2 separate regions of the Mus musculus genome follow, and region 1 is linked to region 2. The links are chromatin contacts, called in public Hi-C maps. All regions are on one chromosome and are shown on one strand. Each heading gives the region's core, a stretch centred on a gene start, on an enhancer-like site or on the middle of the called end of the contact. The rest is flanking DNA. Distances are from core to core; before and after follow the strand shown. Region 1 has its middle 130 kb from the start of Gm15663. Region 2 has its middle 21 kb from the start of Gm15663.

Region 1 (2,700 bases), core at 113-2,612, 110 kb before region 2:
ACTCCTCCATTGCTGGTGGGAGTACAGACTTGTACAGTCATTTTGGAAATCACTTTGGCAGTTTCTCAGTAAGTTGGAAATAGTTCTACCCCAAGACCGCACTATACCACTTCTGGGCATATACTCAAATGACACCTTACCACAACACACGAACACTTGCTCAACTATGTTCATAGCAGCTTTATTCGTAATGGCCAGAAACTGGAGAAAGAAAATGTGGTACATTTACACAATGGAATATTAGTCAACTATCAAAAACACTGACATCATGATATTTGCAGGCAAGTGAATGGAACTAGAAAATATTATCCTGAGTGATGTAACCTAGACCCAGAAAGACAAGCATAGTACGTACTAAATTCCAAGTGGATATTAACCATTAAGTACAGGATAGCCATGCTACAAAACACAGACCCAAAAAAGCTAAGCAACACTGAGGTCCCAAGGATGGACTCTTGAATCTCACTGAGAAGAAATCAAATAGACATTGGAGGGGCGGATGGAGGGAGAGAACTGTGTAGGGAGGGAAAGAGGAGGAAGTGTAAGGAGAAGAGAGAACTGAAAGACTGGCAGGCGGTGGGGAGGTCATCTCTGGGATGAGCTAGAAACCTAGGACAATGGAAACTCCCAGGAATCTATGAGGGTGACCCTATCTAAGACTCCTAGCAATGGGAGATATAGAACTTGAAACAGCCATCTCCTTTAACCAGGCAAGACTTCCAATGGAGGGATTGGGACACTAACCTAGCAACAAAACCTTAGATCCACAATTTGTACTGCTTACAAGATGTGCAGAGGGAAAGATGGAGCAGATATTGAGGGAATGGCCAAACAAGGATTGGCCCAGCTTTAGACCCATGCCATGAAAGAGAGCCCACCGCTGACACTATTAATGATGGTCTGCTATACTTGCAGACAGGAGCCTAGCATGATTGTCATCTAGGCGGACACCCAGCAGCTGATGAGAGCAGATGCAGAGAGCCACAGCCAAACACTCAGCAGAGTTTGGGGAATCCTATGGAAGCGAGGGAAGGAAAGAGTGGAGGAGCCAGAGAGGTCAAGGAAACCACAAGAAACCTACAGAATCCACTAACCTGGGCCTATAGGAGCCGGCAGAGACTGAACCAACAAACAGGAGCATGCACAGGATGGACCTAGGCCCTCTGCACATATAGAGTACAGCTGGGTCTCCATGGGGGGCGGGGCAGGGGCTAACTCCGACTCTTGCCTGCCTTATGATCCTTTTCCCCTAACTGGGCTGCCTTGTCTGCCTCAATAGGAGAGGATACACCTAGGCCTACTGAAACTTGATAAGCCAAGCATGGTTAATATCCAAGCCTTGACTCTCTGGCTCCTTCAATCCATCCTGAGGACAGGAGGATGGAGGAGGGGAACTGAGAGGAAACGGCTGGGAGGAGAGAAAGGTGGGGGAAGCTGCTATTCGGATGTAAAGCAAATTAATAAAAAAAAAAAAAAGGAAAAAGAGAGATGAGAGAGGGAGGGGGATTGAAGGAGACAGAGGGAAAGAGAAGGAGAGAGGGACTGGGAGAGAGAGAGAGAGAGAGAGAGAGAGAGAGAGAGAGAGAGAGAGAGAGAGAGCTGTTTTTGATGTAGGAAGGAGAAGCTACTGGCTGGGCAGATTTCCTTCTTCCGCTCCACAGAGTTGATGGCATCTTGCTGTTACATTTGCTTGTTAGTCCAGCACTGTACCAAGATCTTAAAGTGTGCCACCGAGTGTCATCCAGGCTCAGTCACACTGGATTTATAAAGGAATATAAAGGAATGAGTTGGAGATAAGAACAGAGTGATAATTTTAGACTTTTTTTTTAATTTAAAGAGCTTTATGCCCATTAAATTAATATTCAATTATGAGATGGGTTTTAGGCACATATAACATATCCTATTATACAGAAGAAAATTAACCCTTCATCTGTCAACTGCCTTTGGAGTCACACTTTTGGAGGAAATTAATTTTTATCTATCTATCTATCTATCTATCTATCTACCTGTTTATGTGTTGTTTTGTTTTTAATTAATTAATTTATTCTTTCATGTATTGCATCCTGAGTGGATTTTCCCCTTCCTCCTCTCCTCCCAGGACGTTCCTGGCATCGTCCCTCTCCCCACAATCCTCTCCTCCTTTATGTCTCTTTAGAAATGGACAGGCCTCCCAGGGATATCAAATGAACACAGCACATCAAGTTGCAATAAGACTAGGCACCTACCCTCATATTAAGGTTGGAAGAGGCAACCCAATAGGAGGAAAATGGCCCAAAAGCAGGCAGACAAGTCAGCCCCTGCTCCCACTGTCAGGGGTATCATAAGAACACAAAGCTACATAACCATAACAAATATACAGAGGGCCTAGGTCAGACCCATGCATGCTTTCTGTTTGGCATGCTCTGTACCCTTTTAGATGGTTATATGAATTTTCTTGTGGTATCCTTAGTACTTCTGTCTCCTTCCTCTACATCTTCCATCATATTCCCCAAGCTCCTCCTAATGTTTGGCTGTGGGTTTCTGCATCTGTTTCCATCAGTTTCTGGATGAAGCTCCTCCAATGATGATTGGGATAAACATCAACCTGTAAGTATATCATAGCATCATTAAAAATCATTTCATTGTACCGGTCCTTGTTTGGCCACTTCCGCAATTGCTCTGACACCTTTACCCCAGCACATCTTGTAAGCAGGACAAATG
Region 2 (2,700 bases), core at 105-2,604:
CTCAAAGAGAAATCATCCTCTCATGTGAAATATTATACTCTACAGAAGAATCTAGAAAAGACTAGCCCTGCTACACCCTCTAGATATCAGTTCAAAATACCTATTGGCTTTGGTAATCAGAAGCTCACACAAGTATTATCCTAGGAAACAAAGTCTCACTTTCAAAGGAAACCAGCATAAAGTGACAAAGATTAATAATGGCAATGCAAATTTAGAGAAATAATATAGGTGTTAACTTGTGGTTTTGAATATATCCCATTTTTCAGCACTTATAATATAAAATGGAGCATAGGCCTGCTGCCCTCCTGCAATCCTGATGATTTAGCGAACTAAATATGTGTTTTTCTCTAAAATATAAATGAATTTCCTTAGTATCTTTTCTTCCTTCCATCCTCCCTGCCCCACCCCCCATCGCCCTTTTTCTTTCTGAAGTTCTCATGTAGTCCAGGCTGGCTTAGAACCTATTATGTAGTAGTGTAGGAGAAGCTTGAAATACGGATACGCCTCCCTCTAGCTTTTGACTGCTAGGATTACAGACTGATGGGTATGTGGCATCATACCCTATTTATGTAGTGCTGTGGGTCTGATTCAGGGACTCATGTATGGTATGGTATGGTATGGTATGGTATGGTATGGTATGGTATGGTATGGTATGGTATAAGGTATGTATGGTATGGTAGGTACCATACCAACTGAACTATAGCCACCTTGAGCTCAAATTTTGAATTTATTTTTACACACAATTATGTAAAAGTTTAAATATGTAGGTTATTTTATTTATAAGCACAGTTGTATTTCTTTATTTAGAACATTAAACTTAAGCAGTAAGCATAGCTACTTAAATAAAAATCAAGTAAATATTACTAAATAACTTTATAAGTATAAGACAATGGTATCAGAATAAGAACCCACACTTTATTACTAGATCTACAAACACACACACACACACACACACACATTTAAAAATACTCCTCAGTTGCTGTGTATTCCAGTTGAGAAGACTCTACTGAATTTGTGAGTTCCAACAGACTCATGAAAGGGAACATATAAAGGAGCGAGGCTCCTGGGGACCTTAGCAGCATAATATTGTTGAAGGTGCTGAAAAAGCAGTTACCATGGTTGGAAAAACTACCTCAGCTGTTGGGTGACTTCATGAAGAGAATCTCTTGCAGTCCAACGTACAGGATCCAAAAATTTGCAATGAACTTGGGCCTGCTTCCAGGAGTTACAGCAACCCAAGCAAATTCAATCTGTTGGACGGGAACAGAGCCAAAGACGTCCATAGGCATCAGGCTACACTGAAGTCAAGAGGCTGAGGGAACTGTGGTTTGACATTATATACAGCAGAACCTCTTCAAGGCGAGAGACGTCCAGGTAACAGTTCAGCCTTAGTAGGAAAGCCTGTCAAGTCTCTGCAGGCCAGGCTGTTAGGGAGCCAGCCAAGTGGGCTTGGGTGCATAGTTAAGTGTTACATCCAGATGGCTATTGAAACGGGGGGAAACAAAGCAGATGCCAGGGTCTAGACACACACCCAGCTAATACAACTCAGTGTGAGAGGAAAGTCAGGATTGAGTGAGCAATACAGGAGTGACAAGAAGCATGTCGTCCCCAGCCCTCTCCACTTGTAGATGGTTTGGTCCTGTTTACAGCATGATTAAATAAAAAAGTTTCTAGTCTGCATTAGGGATTAATCTTTGCATATAGAGGTCATAGGTGAGTAGTACTTAGGTAGACAGAATTGAGTAATATTTTAATGGTGTTATGATAGAACACATTTTTTCCATGCACGTATGGAATTTCTGGGGGCTTGTTCCTTTAATCCATAGATCAAATATATGGATGAAGTTTAATTTAACTTATACTGTGATGGCATTTTGACCTGATATTGATGGGAAATTTTCTCATAAAATCATTATATCAGTTTTGTTATAGATTTCGAATGGAAGGGTATAGAAGGCTAATTTTAGCTAAATGGTACATCTTAAGATTCTTGAAATGGTGGTGATCAGTGCGTTTTCCATGATTATTAACCAGAAATCTCAGTACCAGGAGCGAGACACATCTCTCTAACTTACTGAGTAAGGAGGCCCCAGAGTCCAGCCCATTGCTATTGCTCTTGGATGCCCACCATAACTAAATAGCAAGATGCAGTTTTTTTTAAGACACCACTGTCTTTGGATACAGGACCCAGAGAAATCAAGCTGGTCATGAATGGGGAGAGTCCATCTTCTGGCTACTGTTCATTGGGTCAAAGGGTCTTTGTAGGCTTCTGGGAGAGAAGACTTAGATGGTCTTACACTGTTGTGGGCCATACATGCTACAACACCAAATTCCAATTTCATGAAAGGAAATTAATGCTTAGTACTGTCAACAATGTAAAAAGCCCATTGGCTATGGAGGCCATACATCCTAGCAGGGAACTTGATATTATTGTTTGTGGTAATGGACATGTTGTCAATCTGCTTTCCATATCTTTATGATTATACCCACAGATTAGTTCTGCTGTTCAGCTTAGTCAAAGATGCTTCCTTTTTAAAAAAGAGATTTATTTATTTATTATTTATTTATTGTATATGAGTCCACTATCACTGTCTTCAGACACACCAGGAGAGGGTATCAGATCCCATTACAGATGGTTGTGAGCCACCATGTGGTTGTGGTATTTGAACTCAGGACCTCTTGAAGAAAGTCAGTACTCTT

The links. A called contact is a pair of places that touch in the nucleus more often than the background predicts.
Region 1: a contact with region 2 is called in a Hi-C map of cerebellum, with 2.2 times the contacts expected there. The contact joins two enhancer-like sites. A contact is called at or near these places in 1 of 15 datasets of contacts at CTCF or cohesin (embryonic stem cells), 27 of 484 Hi-C or Micro-C datasets (8-cell embryo, the C2C12 cell line, the G1E-ER4 cell line and 18 more) and 1 of 115 datasets of contacts at active chromatin or transcription factors (embryonic stem cells).

The regions. Positions count from the first base shown.
Region 1 is chr10:105,703,648-105,706,347 of GRCm38.p6, reverse strand. No RefSeq gene overlaps it. Among named protein-coding and RNA genes, the nearest start is that of Gm15663, 130 kb to the right of the region's middle. Within about 2 kb of position 1,362, at least 2 of the 459 cell types and tissues checked have an H3K27ac peak or open chromatin away from gene starts, as enhancers often do. A contact at or near this core is called in cerebellum, where this site is marked.
Region 2 is chr10:105,594,480-105,597,179 of GRCm38.p6, reverse strand. No RefSeq gene overlaps it. Among named protein-coding and RNA genes, the nearest start is that of Gm15663, 21 kb to the right of the region's middle. Within about 2 kb of position 1,354, at least 5 of the 459 cell types and tissues checked have an H3K27ac peak or open chromatin away from gene starts, as enhancers often do. A contact at or near this core is called in cerebellum, where this site is marked.